Linked DNA regions of Mus musculus: all the other regions are linked to region 1. A link is a contact called in public HiCAR-type and HiChIP or PLAC-seq data. All regions are on one chromosome and are shown on one strand. The core of a region is the stretch at or near the end of the contact, and the rest is flanking DNA. Distances in the headings are between cores, read along the strand shown.

Region 1 (2,858 bases), core at 244-2,743:
CTCTGCCTAGACAGCCAAGAAGAAGAAAGGGGGAGGTGTGGGGAGGCGGTAGGGGTGATAACAGTGGTGGGCAGCTAGGACAACCCGGCTCTTTCCTGACCTGAAGTAGGCAGGACTGAAGAAGACCCGTATGCTAACCCTGAGACAGGCTGGGTAGAGAGCAACTGGGCAGTGCAATGGCTGGAATTGTGACTAGGGCAAGCCTTCACCCACTCAGAGGCTCCAGCTCCCTCCACCACCAGGGCTCCATACTCCCTCACCCCGCCCCCAACTGTGGACTAAAAGGAGCCCACCCCCGGAGGCCAAATTTTGAATTTGGTCGTGAGGATCAAAATGATAAATCTTTCCAAAACGCTGACATAAGAAAAGTAAATATTTGGTTGCACAATTGGGGTTAAAACGAGGGTCAATCCACCCCACTCTCCAAGAGCCTCTCCGCTAGCTGCCAACCCCAGGATCCGAGGCTGAGTGCGGTTTGTAAGATTATAGCGCTAGGTCTCATTTAAAGGGCTGTCAGCATTTCCATTCTCCGGCCCGTTTGGGGAGGCATTTATAACCCGGCCATAAAAAATTCACCCGGGCTGCAACTTGGCATCCCCAATGCTGCACTCCAGGCAGGGAGGGTGTTGAGAGCACCCACTCAGAATCCGTCCGGTTTTTCAGAAGTTAAGACCTCTTTCGTACACACTCAACTTTCCTAGCAAGGACAGCCACACAGCAGCTGGCCCATTCTGATCTCCAGGAGGGTCGCAGGTTTTTTTTTTGGGGGGGGGGCGAGGGGGTCCGGGAAGGAGGCTCTCAGGTCTCTGCGATCGAAACTCCCCATCTCCGTCTAGCTTGCTACCTCGCCTCTCCCTCTTTAAGAAGCAAGGGGTAATGGACCCCTCATACCCAACCCCAAACCTTGAGACCACCACGCTCTCTGACACCCCCCCACTCCTCCGCGCTAGCCTTCTGCTAGCTTTATTCTCCCGATCTGTCAGCGGATAAGCCCCCGGTGCCCTCAACCAGGGAGGCACTACGCGGTCCCATCGCGGGGGCAACTCGTACACTTCTCTCCACACCTGCCCAAAGCCACGCCACCCCCAACTTATTGAGCGTGTCTGACAGCAGGGGTAGGGGAGTAGGGATCGTCCCCCATGCACCGGAGAGGAAAGAAGGACCTGCGCCCTGAGGGCGACTCTGTAGGAGCCAGCCGGGTGGGTGGCCTGAGCGGGCGGGCGGGGTGGGTACTCACAGGCGCTCTGCGTTGCGGGGGATGCCCCGAGGAACGGCGCGCAGGCCCAGCCCGTGGCAGTCCACGCTAGCGGCGGAGCAGGTACACTTGGTGGGGCAGGCGGCAGCAGGGGGTCCGCTCAGGATGCTCGCAAGCGCCAAGCCCAGCGCCAGGCGGGCGCGCACAGCGGCGCCGGCCCCGGTCCGGCCGAGGGCCATGGTGCACAAGCGCCCGCACCCAGAGGAGGATGCCTGGCGAGGCGGGACACGAGGAGCCCGAGGAGGCGCGCGGGCGGCCTGGGGGGCGGGCGGCGGAGTTAGCGCGGAGGAGGGGCGGGCGCGGCGCTCAGGCGCACGGGGTGCGGGCGGAGCGGGGCGCGCCGGGCGGCGGCGGCAGCAGCTCCATCCGTGGGGCTGGCGCTGCCCCGCTGCGCATCACTCACGGTGCCCAGGTACCGAGCGCCCTCGGGTCCCTCTGGGTCGCCGGTAGAGGTGAGGGCTCTGTCTGGGTCCTGGACTGAGCGCCAGGGAGCACCGTGCCCCGGGAAGTCCGGCTCAGGGCTGGGCTGCGGAGCACAGAGGCGGCTGGGGCACGGAGTGGTCCGGAGAGCTAGCCGGCGCTCGCTTTCTCCATTCACTGAGCAGGGTAGACACCGGAGACGCGGGGCCCGGCCCCTCCCGCCCCCCTCCCAAAACACCAGCTCCGCCTCCCATTGGCTGCGCTGAGCGTCACGTCGACTAAGTTGGGAACTTTGCTGGAGCAACCAAGAGCCTGTAGGGAGGAGGCAGCAGGGGAGCTAGAGAGACCCAACTGGGAAGGAAAGGGACTTGGCCAGCCCGGGCCGCCAGGAAAGAAACATTGAAATTCATTTATTCTTGGGAGCCAAGAACTGATAAACCTCGTGGCTTCATTTTTTTTTTTTAATTCAGTCACCGAGCTGGATACAGAATACCCACATGGGAGCATCAGAAACTAGGCTTCATGTTTTAGGTGAAAGAGTCAAAGTTGGACTAAGTGAAATGATTATCCGAGACCATACAGCTACTAGGCATTCTGTACCCTGACACATTTATCCGTGGAAACTTTGCCCCTACCCTAATTAGTGTTCACAGCTAAGGCCAACAACTATTTCCTAGAGGACTTACAGATTAGAGAACACTACACAGACACACAGTCACAGTCAGTCAGTCAGTCAGTCAGTCAGTCTGTCTGTCTATCTCTCTGTCTCTCTCTCTCTCTGTAGTAAATGTAAGAACTTGGACCCCGGTATTGACACCATCACTTCATCTGCTTCCTGTCTAGGGGACTAAGGGGCAATCATGTCACCTGCGGACCTTTATTTCCTTATTTCAAGGTGCCACCGTTCTGACAGACTTCCCTTGCACATCAAAGAAAAGAACGTGATTTTATAAAATAGTGCAGTAGCATGCAAGGGACCTATTCCCCATCCCCCTCCTCCCCAGCCTTGCCTTCATTCTGCCAGTGCCTGCTCTAAATTGGCTGGTCTGAGCTTTTCCAGATGCCGGTGGGGAAGGGCCATGTTACAGGCTCCATACATACTTGTAGGAATGATGTTGTTTGTTTGTTTGAAGGGAAGGGGCAGGAACTGGAGGAAATATTGCCCAGACTTCCTTGAGATCCT
Region 2 (2,858 bases), core at 183-2,682, 250 kb before region 1:
GAGTTTCAGGACATTCAAGGCTACACAGAGAAACCCTGTCTTGAAAAATTAACTAACTAGCTAACTAACTAACTAAAAATAATTAAATATCAAGTCACAGTGCTGTTTTTTAAACTGTCTTTTCAAGAATTAAAGAAAAATATGGAGCATGTATGAGACACTTGGTTTTACCAGCTCTCCTCACAGCTCCCCTAAATGAACCATCCCCAAAAGGCAAATGTCCCTAGTGTGCTGCACACTGTGAGAACCAAGCTGAAAAGACCATAAGTTCCTTAAATGAGATGTCTAAATAAAGGAGACACTCCATGTGGCCACAAGGAACAACAGAGCCACAGCTCTCTAGGGGTCAAGGAGCTAACTTTATAGATGACAGTGAGTCACATCCACAGGGGCAGATACATATAGGTCTGGAGGTAAGAGTAGGAGATAAGTCTGGTAACCATCCCAGAGAAGTGTGATACTGGTCATTTTGGTCATCTATGCTATAATGGCGATTCCTGGTTGTCAACTTGACTATATCTGGAATGAACTACAATCCAGAATTAGAAGGCTCACCTGTGATCCAGATCTTGAGGCTGGGAGATACAAGTTTCTGACCTGGATCTTGGCATGGAGATCTTGAGGCATAGTGGCTATGAATCCCAGGAGACTGAAGCAAGGAGATCTCTGAGTTCAAGGTCAGCCTGGGATAAAGTAAATCCCAGATCCAAGCATGGTGGTATACACCTTTAATCTGAGCCACACCTTCTGCTGGAGACCTACCTAAGGGCATTGGAAGAAGGAAGATTCGCTCTTTGTCACCGGATTGCATTTACTTGCCAGCACATCTGTTGGAATCTCCTAGCCCGTGGGACTGAGCAACTACTAGATCCTTAGACTTCCCATTCATAGCTGACCGTTGTTGGGGAGTTGGACTACAGACATAACAAATTCCCATACTATATAGAGACTACCCATAAGTTCTGTGACTCTAGAGAACCCTGATTAATATGTTTTCTGAGACAGTTTTCACATCGGATAGTGGAGGTGACAATGGTGGATGGGCTAAAGCCCAGAGCATATTAGGAAATGCCCCCCCCCCAAAGGAAATGCCCATTGCTGTTTTCTCCCCATTATTCCCACCACAGGCTGGGTGGAAACTACTATGGGAACAGTTCTGTGTAGAAAAAGGTTGCCTTTCACAGGGAATCTCTTGATGCTCACAGTCTGCTTCCTGTAAAAACTTTACATGCTAAGGCTACTATTGAAATTAAATGGCATTCATTTTCCCAAGAACATTTGGAAGTCAAGTCCAAACTTCTCTGGCAAGGTGCAGTTTTACTGAAGTGCATCATCTGTTGCTGACTTAATCTGTTGACGAAGCCAATCAGAGCCTTCCCCCTCTTCCTCTTCCGAGGCAAATGACTCGCCACGCCCCCAATCAAAAGGCACCTTTAATCTGATTCCCTTTCAGTCGCTGACTCACATTCCCTTCTTCCCTCCCCCTCCTGAATGTAACCAGCCTGGTCCAATTTGCTTATATAAACAGGAGGCCAAGGCAGGGGACATCACTTGGCCATAGTAGTTCTGCTTTTAGACACTGCCTCTGCCTTGTTTCCCAAGACCCTTCAGTAGAACCAGACTTGGAGGAGAGTTATATTAAACAGTTTGACTCCAAACCTAAACAGCCCCTGAAGCATTAGTAGTTCAAAGATTTCCTGGTGCATTTATGAAAAGCCATTGATCTGGAGCGAGGTGTTAGGAGACTGGAAATGCACTAAGAAAACTCCTTTGCCGGCAGGAGGCCGAGTGGTCTTCATTAAGGAGTTGCCCTTTATCTGGTAACATTATTGACCTGCCGAGGCAGAGATGATCTTTTCTGGCCTTGAAGCTGCCTCTGTTCAGAAACTATGATAAGAGAGCATTCATTTGAAAGACACGCATGGAAGGAGGTGTGGCTCTATGGCTGCTTGCTTTTCTAAGTTGGATCCCTATATATATATTTTAAACTCTAAATTTCGTGACTACCTTTGATACATCAAAGCCTTAAGAATACTGCGGGTCATTTTACAAATATTTCTTAGTACCTGAGGCTGAGAAAAGCAACATCTGAGAGTTCTAAACTTCAGAACCAGAAATATCACCCAGAGTAGCGTCCGCTTGTAACCCAGAGCCATAAACACCCAAACGGCCAGCTGATCACCTGCAGAACTGTCCAAGCTGCCTCCAATCCCATTGTGTTGCTGCCCGGCTGGGTGACCCGAGTGGAATTCCTGCCGTGCTTTCTCACATTGTGCCGGGCATTAGCAGCTTTGTGGAGCATTGTTGGCTGACTATGGCAACAGGGTGCCTGGCACATAGTTGGCACCTGAGAGAAACCAGCTGTTGCTGTTGCCCACTGCTGCTATAGGATTATTTCTGCAGTCTAAAAGCTGAAGACAACATTCTGCATTTATGTGCATAATCCTTGTATTTTTCTGGGAAGTGGTCCATACATTTTATCTTCATTTCTCCCCAAAGGGAACAAGCACTAAGCTAGCCAGGCTAACTCTCTCCTTTAATTGATGAGTAAAATCCTACCCATGGGTTGTACTGTTTTTCTCACAACTACACAGTAAGTCTGAGGCAAGGCCAGAACTAAACCCCCAAAGCCATTGACGCACACTGTCCAGTGTTTTGCCAAGGATTCGAAACATTACGAAAAGCAGTCTAGGAGCTTCTCAGCCTTGCACAGAAGTGACCTGTAAATGGAAGTGGAATAGAATGGACACCTATTGATGGCCTCAAGGTAAAAGAAATACATAGCAGACAGGAGGTGTGAGAACTGTGTGGGGAAATCTCTTGACAGTATCTATCAACAGATAAGGTGTGTAAGCCAC
Region 3 (2,858 bases), core at 148-2,647, 210 kb after region 1:
GTCAACAGACCTAATTCTTAGCCAGACCTACAGAGGAGCCCAACAGAGAAGTGACAAATGTGGCATGAGCAGAGTTCACTGGGCCTTGAACTAAAATGGAAGTTCTTTCTAGAAATCTGCCCCAAGAAAACAACTTAAGGGGGGGGTAGGGGAAACAACCTATGTATATGGGGATTTTTAAGGGGAAAAACGGGGAAACAAAAAAAGAGTCCTTACATAAATCATGGAGGATGGTCTCAAGAGAACACTGTTCATTCCTTCCAGTGGTGACTCCGAGAGTGAAGTACTAAGATGGAATCTCACAGACTTGATCTTTCAGTTCAAATGAGAGGAATTTCAGCCATTGTATGTCAGCCATTGTATGTCACCTTACAAGTGGCAGAGGAACTAAGGGTGATAGGGTGTGTGTGTGTGTGTGTGTGTGTGTGTGTGTGTGTGTGTGTGTGTTTGAGACAGAGTCTCATTGTGTACCCGTGGCTGACCTGGAACTCACTATGTAGATGAGAGTAGTCTCGAACATACAGAAATCCACCTGTCTCTGCATCCGCAGTGTTAGGGGAAAAGCATAGAAAGCAACGTTACATCTATGATGAGTGAAAATATCCTTGCATCTCTGGGAGAAGACGGGAAAGGAGAACAGGGGATTTACAACAGCAGAAGCAGAGACTTCTGGACACTTTCACCCTCAGAATCTAACAGTGTGTCTGCAGTCTCCCCTCACACACCAGCCGTGTATCCCGGGGTCAGCCTTCCACAGTTACAGTACCATGTTCAACCATGCTGTGTGAACACTGAGAGGGACACTAAGGGAACAGCTCATTTAGAAGTAATACTGATGACCTTGCTATCATTATCTTAATTGCTTGTTTGTCACTAATTTATAAAGTTTATTGTAGATGTTTATGTACAGGAAAATGTGTCTCTCTTGTGTGTGTATGTGTGTGTGTGCATATGTGCATCTGCCTGTCTATTTGCCAGTACTAATTAGGATTTCAGGCATTCACTGAGCTCTTGGGATAGATTCCTCTTGAATAGAGGGGGACTGCTGAAAGCCATTTTGGTTATAAGTCAGAACCCACACTAGAGTTTACATCTAGTCCTCTTTGACTCCTGAGTCTCACCCATATACTCCTTTGAGACAAGGAGAAAAACATCTGTCCTTTAGAGTTCTCATACTATTTATGTAATAAACAGACATTTAAATTAAAACGTCCCAAAAGAGGGAGGGGAAAAGAAAGTCCATAAGACCTTTCCCCCTGTTTTCTTCTGGTCCAGAGCAACAGGACATCACTAAGATGAGGCTTTGATTTTTGCAGCCTGGCCCTTAGGGTTCCTAGTACAAAAGAGAAGGCTGCTGGTAAGAAGGTGACAGGCAACAGACAGGAGCCTATTGAATTGGGAATAGGATAAGCCATGTACTGCCTAAGGCCACTTGATCAAAGTTCTTTCACAAAGACTTCTCAGCTGTTATGTGATGCTACTGAGTGCCAGCCGGAACCCTGAGCTGATGTAGGTGTATGGATGCTCTCAGGGACAGCCTTCCGCATTCCAGCCAGAATCAACAAGCAAAGAACAGTTGTTGTAGGCACCGGGACCTCTGTGTTCTTCGGTATAGTTTCTGGCTTTAAGTGAATGTGCCCATGACGTTTTGCTTCAACAGGGAAAAGTCTCCTGCTTCTGGGTGTATGTTTCTTTTGCTTCTTTCTTCTGCTATTCCAAAAGTCTAGTATCTGGAGAGGTTTTATGTTAGTTCTGACTATTAAAGGTAATGCTTGTTTCTCTTGGCTTCACCCTTCAGAAAGGGAGTGCCCTCCATCAAGACCTTTGTGATCTTTCCACCCAGTAAAGCAATCACTACCTCCCTCATGGCCACTTTTCAGAAAGATTGTATTCTGCCCTTAGTGAGTGGAGATACTCTGGCCTAATGGTGGCTAATGAGCTCTGACTACTCTCACCTCATCCCATCTGGTCAGCAAGTGGCCCTGGCTTCACTCTTCCCCTGCTCTCATGCAGAAGGCATGCCAGAGCAGCTCTGAATCTGCCTGCAAGGGGATAGCTAAAGGGTCAGTGTCCTCCTCAGCTTTCTGACACACCAGGGCAGAGCAGGCTGCAGCCTTCCAGACAGCTGGTTGACTAACGCCAGCTGTGCAGGCTCCAGAGAGGGCAGCGAAAGTTTAAACGTGGGCCATGGCAGAGAGGAAGCAGTGGGAGGCCCCCTATGACTTCAAAGTCAATCCGTATATAAAAATACGGGTGACCAGCAGCTCTCATTGGAGGGCTAATGAAGCCCATCCTGGAAATTGCAATTCCATACGCTTTCTTTGCTACTATTATTGGTTAAGAACCCCAAAGAGAAAAATGAGTGGGTAATTAGCAAGCCCAATGTCAAGTTTAGAAACCCTGCCAAGGACCAAGTTGTTACTAGATGTGTGGGATGGTGGTGGCACCGGGGGAGAAGAGGGAGAGAGTGGGTGGAGGGATTGAAACTGCATTTCTTCCATTGAGCTTTGGAAGACACGGAGAGAAGTTAAGATCACAGTAGTAATCCCTAATCCAGGCTCCAAGGGGAAAGCAGTGGGGAAGCTTAAGGGTGTCCAGGGATGTACCCTTGCATTCTGGGAGCCATCACATATGGAAATGGTCGAAAGCATCTGCGGGGTTTCTTCGGAAGTGGGGAGGTGGGCTGCAGTTCAGGGATACTGCGCTGCCTCTGTTGCACAGGGGCAAAGGCAAAGCTAAACCCCAGCAGGTTGGCTGATTACAAAGGAGGGAACATCATAGCCCCTTCCCTTGAGGTTGGAAGTCATCAATGGATATCCCGTGTAAAGGGCAAGCATATATCTACCACCATGAGGTCG
Region 4 (2,858 bases), core at 159-2,658, 150 kb after region 1:
GCTGAGTTCCGTGTTTGGATAAGGTCCAACTTCAGAGGGGTGGGCGGGTGCTGCAGTGGCTTCAGAGCAAAAGAAGCTGCAATCATAATTGCTCCAAATTCTAGGAACTCTCAAATTGCAGAGTCTTGAACTCGGGAATTGGTAGATATTAGGAAATCAAAAGTGGACTTTAGGAGTTCAAGGAGGATCCACATGCCCTTTGGGTGTACATACATAATCATTACATGTCAATCCATATGAAAGAGGAGGCAGATAGAGAGCCAGTGAGGAAGAGGGGAGGAAGAGAGGGAGGGATGGAGGAGGGTACTCTGGCGACTCCTTACATGCTATACTTGAAATAGGGATAACAACTAGACTTGACATAAATGTTTATGCTAGGAGTAAACTCAAAAGAGAGACCAGAAGGAAATACTTATTATAGCCCTAACATTGTATTAAATATGGAAAATAGGTGTTTCCCTAAAATATATATATACTCTATGACTTTTGATATCTCAATGGTTAGTGCCAGTTTGGATAACAACCTAAATCTGAGCTTACTGACTTCAGATATATCTTAATATCTGAAGATACCAGATCTTATACTTCAGATACCACAAGCAAAGTTTTTCTTAATGAAGTAGTTCAATACAAGTATGGTGCTTAACATACAGGAAGAATGTAATAAATATATCTTGTTTCATGGGTAGATAAATGGATGGATAGAAGTTCATAGTAGCCACTGACCAGAGTGGGGACTCCCATCTTTTCTTCTCACTTGCATCCCAACTACCACAGAGTTTTGCAGGGCAGGTGTTCTTGGTACTTTTCCTTGAGGGGACCTGCCAGGTGTAAGTATCTTATGGGCCAGAGACTCTTCATCCAGTTTCCAAGGTCACACTTCTCAGAGGACAAGCCAACCCAAGCCTGACTGAGGGATGTGGACAACTCAGAAGGTCTTCAAAAGATGGGTGAAACCTGGGAAGAAGTCTTACAGGAATCCTCAATTGAATCATCTTGATAAACCTCCAGTCCCATGGCCATAGGCCTGTACAACTTTGTTGTTGGCTGGTTTGACCTTATGTCTTAATTCTTATTCTCTTACACATGTAGCCTCAGAGCCTGCCTATTTCCAGTGCTTTCAAATGTTTGGGAAGTCAGTCACATTTAAGTTTATCCTCTTACTATTTGGATGACAGGAACTATTTGTAAACAGAGCACCCTGCCAGTTACCAGCATTTATTTGCAGTTATATCACAAATGTTTTTGGAGCTTGTGTTTATCTATAATTTGACACATCAAGAGGACTTTTTGCTCTTGGCTCAAGCTCCTGCCAAGGCAAATGGTTATGTGTTAAAGTTGCTTTCATCAGACCTTCACAGACCTCATGGCTGACTCTCTCATCTCCCTCCCATCAGGGTTACCCAAGCTGATGTTAAGAGAGCAATTGAACACATATGTGACAAGCTGGAGAGCCCAATGAGAGAAGAACAGGCAGGGGGTGGAGGGCAAGCTCCACTGTTCTAAATAAAGGGCTGTTTTCAGAGAAGCTTGGCTCTGACATCCACAAAGGCCATTTGGCAGAGACCCAGCTGCTCTCCAACCACCTCTGTGTTGATTATGGTGATTGCTCTTTGCTCCACTGCTAACCTCTGAGGAAGATGTGTCCGGCCCCCAGAGGCATCTGTTTCACTCTGCTTGCTTACCCACCATTTCAGTTAAGCCCTGAGAAATCCTATCTTGGCCAATAGACAGAGGGAAGTTCTCAGTTGGAAAGATGGATGCTTTTGATGATGGATCTTGAAAATCATAGTACTTCATTGCTGGAAGGAGACCCTTCTAAATGATTCAATCCAAGCTCCAGATTATCTAATTCGTGTATTCATTCAACAAATATTTGCCAAACGCCTTCCACATGCCAGGCACCATTCAACATCATAGGGGAATACTGGGAACGAAATGGGCAAGGCCCCTCCTTCACGGGGCAAGTAAACAAATACCATGATTTTAGGGAACATTTGCTTCAGGGAAGATGACTAAAGAGGGTAACGTGAGAGTGAGTGATTGGTGAAGTGATTCTTCAGAAAGAGAAACCCCAAGAGGAGGCAGGATCTGAACTGAAAATAAATTATAGGAGACTCACCAAGCAAAGATCTCCGAGGAGACAGACACAAACCAGCCGGTGCAGCTGACATACCAGTCAAGGCTATGAAAACAGAAGGTTGGCATGAAGTTGAAGCTTACAAGGTGGGGTTGAAAAAGAGCAGAAAACAGATCACACAGGACCAGGGGTGGGGAGGCACTAGGATGAGGGCTTTTTGTCTAATCCACTTGGAAGCAAGAGCAACAAGGGAGTTTTCCTCTGCAGGAATTTGCAGGCAGCAGAGATTGATCCTGAAATCTCTAGATTGATTAATCTAGATTGATTAATCTAGGGATATGCTACTTTCACAATGAAAATCGCCCAAGATTGACATATTCTCCCAGACTGTGTTGTTTTGTGTGCTTGCTTCTCTGTGTGCTTTTCCATATTTTCCTTCCCTTCTGTTCCAGGATCACAGGGATTGTGATCCTGGGGTTCATTTTCAAAGCATTGCTTGTCTCAGAAGCCCACCTCTGCCAACAGTTAACAGTTATGATAATTTTATTTCAGTTAGCTTTTTTATTATAAAATTATGTACCTGCCTCGATTGATAAACTTGTGATGATTTTGATGTCTGGCTTGACTATCTTTAATGTCACATGAAAGATGTAGAGTCAATATTAAGGAGGAAAAGTTTCAGCACTGGGGTTGGGAGGTCAGTTAAAATAACGTGTGATCCACACATATTTTTATAAGTCAGCGCTGTCTTGGGGTCTTGATCAGGTTCACATTTGGT

The links. HiCAR-type assays count read pairs that join an accessible place to other places. HiChIP or PLAC-seq counts read pairs in DNA pulled down with a chosen protein or histone mark.
Region 2: an H3K4me3 HiChIP or PLAC-seq map of embryonic limb bud shows a contact between it and region 1, with 5 times the contacts expected there. The contact joins the enhancer-like site here to the promoter of Slit3 in region 1. A contact is called at or near these places in 12 of 39 promoter capture datasets (3T3-L1-derived adipocytes, cranial neural crest, embryonic stem cells and 6 more), 15 of 484 Hi-C or Micro-C datasets (differentiating embryonic stem cells and embryonic stem cells) and 13 of 115 datasets of contacts at active chromatin or transcription factors (SST interneurons, craniofacial prominence, embryonic basal ganglia and 8 more).
Region 3: an H3K4me3 HiChIP or PLAC-seq map of embryonic limb bud shows a contact between it and region 1, with 2.9 times the contacts expected there. The contact joins the enhancer-like site here to the promoter of Slit3 in region 1. A contact is called at or near these places in 6 of 39 promoter capture datasets (the 3T3-L1 cell line, cranial neural crest, liver and 2 more), 4 of 484 Hi-C or Micro-C datasets (the C3H10T1/2 cell line, cochlea, gonadal supporting cells and 1 more) and 7 of 115 datasets of contacts at active chromatin or transcription factors (the NIH/3T3 cell line, craniofacial prominence, embryonic forebrain and 4 more).
Region 4: a HiCAR-type map of fibro-adipogenic progenitors shows a contact between it and region 1, with 2.1 times the contacts expected there. The contact joins the enhancer-like site here to the promoter of Slit3 in region 1. A contact is called at or near these places in 3 of 39 promoter capture datasets (the 3T3-L1 cell line and hippocampal neurons), 1 of 15 datasets of contacts at CTCF or cohesin (the NIH/3T3 cell line), 3 of 484 Hi-C or Micro-C datasets (adipose-derived mesenchymal stem cells and embryonic fibroblasts) and 3 of 115 datasets of contacts at active chromatin or transcription factors (craniofacial prominence, fibro-adipogenic progenitors and heart atrium).

Annotation. Positions count from the first base shown.
Region 1 is chr11:35,120,091-35,122,948 of GRCm38.p6, reverse strand. Slit3 (slit guidance ligand 3) reads right to left here and starts at 1,493. Exons shown (of 36, transcript NM_011412.3): 1 at 1,238-1,493. The coding sequence starts at 1,434.
Region 2 is chr11:35,369,560-35,372,417 of GRCm38.p6, reverse strand. All of the region lies in intron 4 of Slit3 (slit guidance ligand 3), which reads right to left. Among named protein-coding and RNA genes, the nearest start is that of Gm46277, 83 kb to the right of the region's middle. Within about 2 kb of position 1,432, at least 8 of the 459 cell types and tissues checked have an H3K27ac peak or open chromatin away from gene starts, as enhancers often do. A contact at or near this core is called in embryonic limb bud, where this site is marked.
Region 3 is chr11:34,909,255-34,912,112 of GRCm38.p6, reverse strand. No RefSeq gene overlaps it. Among named protein-coding and RNA genes, the nearest start is that of Gm25799, 12 kb to the right of the region's middle. Within about 2 kb of position 1,397, at least 10 of the 459 cell types and tissues checked have an H3K27ac peak or open chromatin away from gene starts, as enhancers often do. A contact at or near this core is called in embryonic limb bud and second pharyngeal arch cranial neural crest, where this site is marked.
Region 4 is chr11:34,972,266-34,975,123 of GRCm38.p6, reverse strand. No RefSeq gene overlaps it. Among named protein-coding and RNA genes, the nearest start is that of Gm33277, 32 kb to the right of the region's middle. Within about 2 kb of position 1,408, at least 17 of the 459 cell types and tissues checked have an H3K27ac peak or open chromatin away from gene starts, as enhancers often do. A contact at or near this core is called in fibro-adipogenic progenitors, where this site is marked.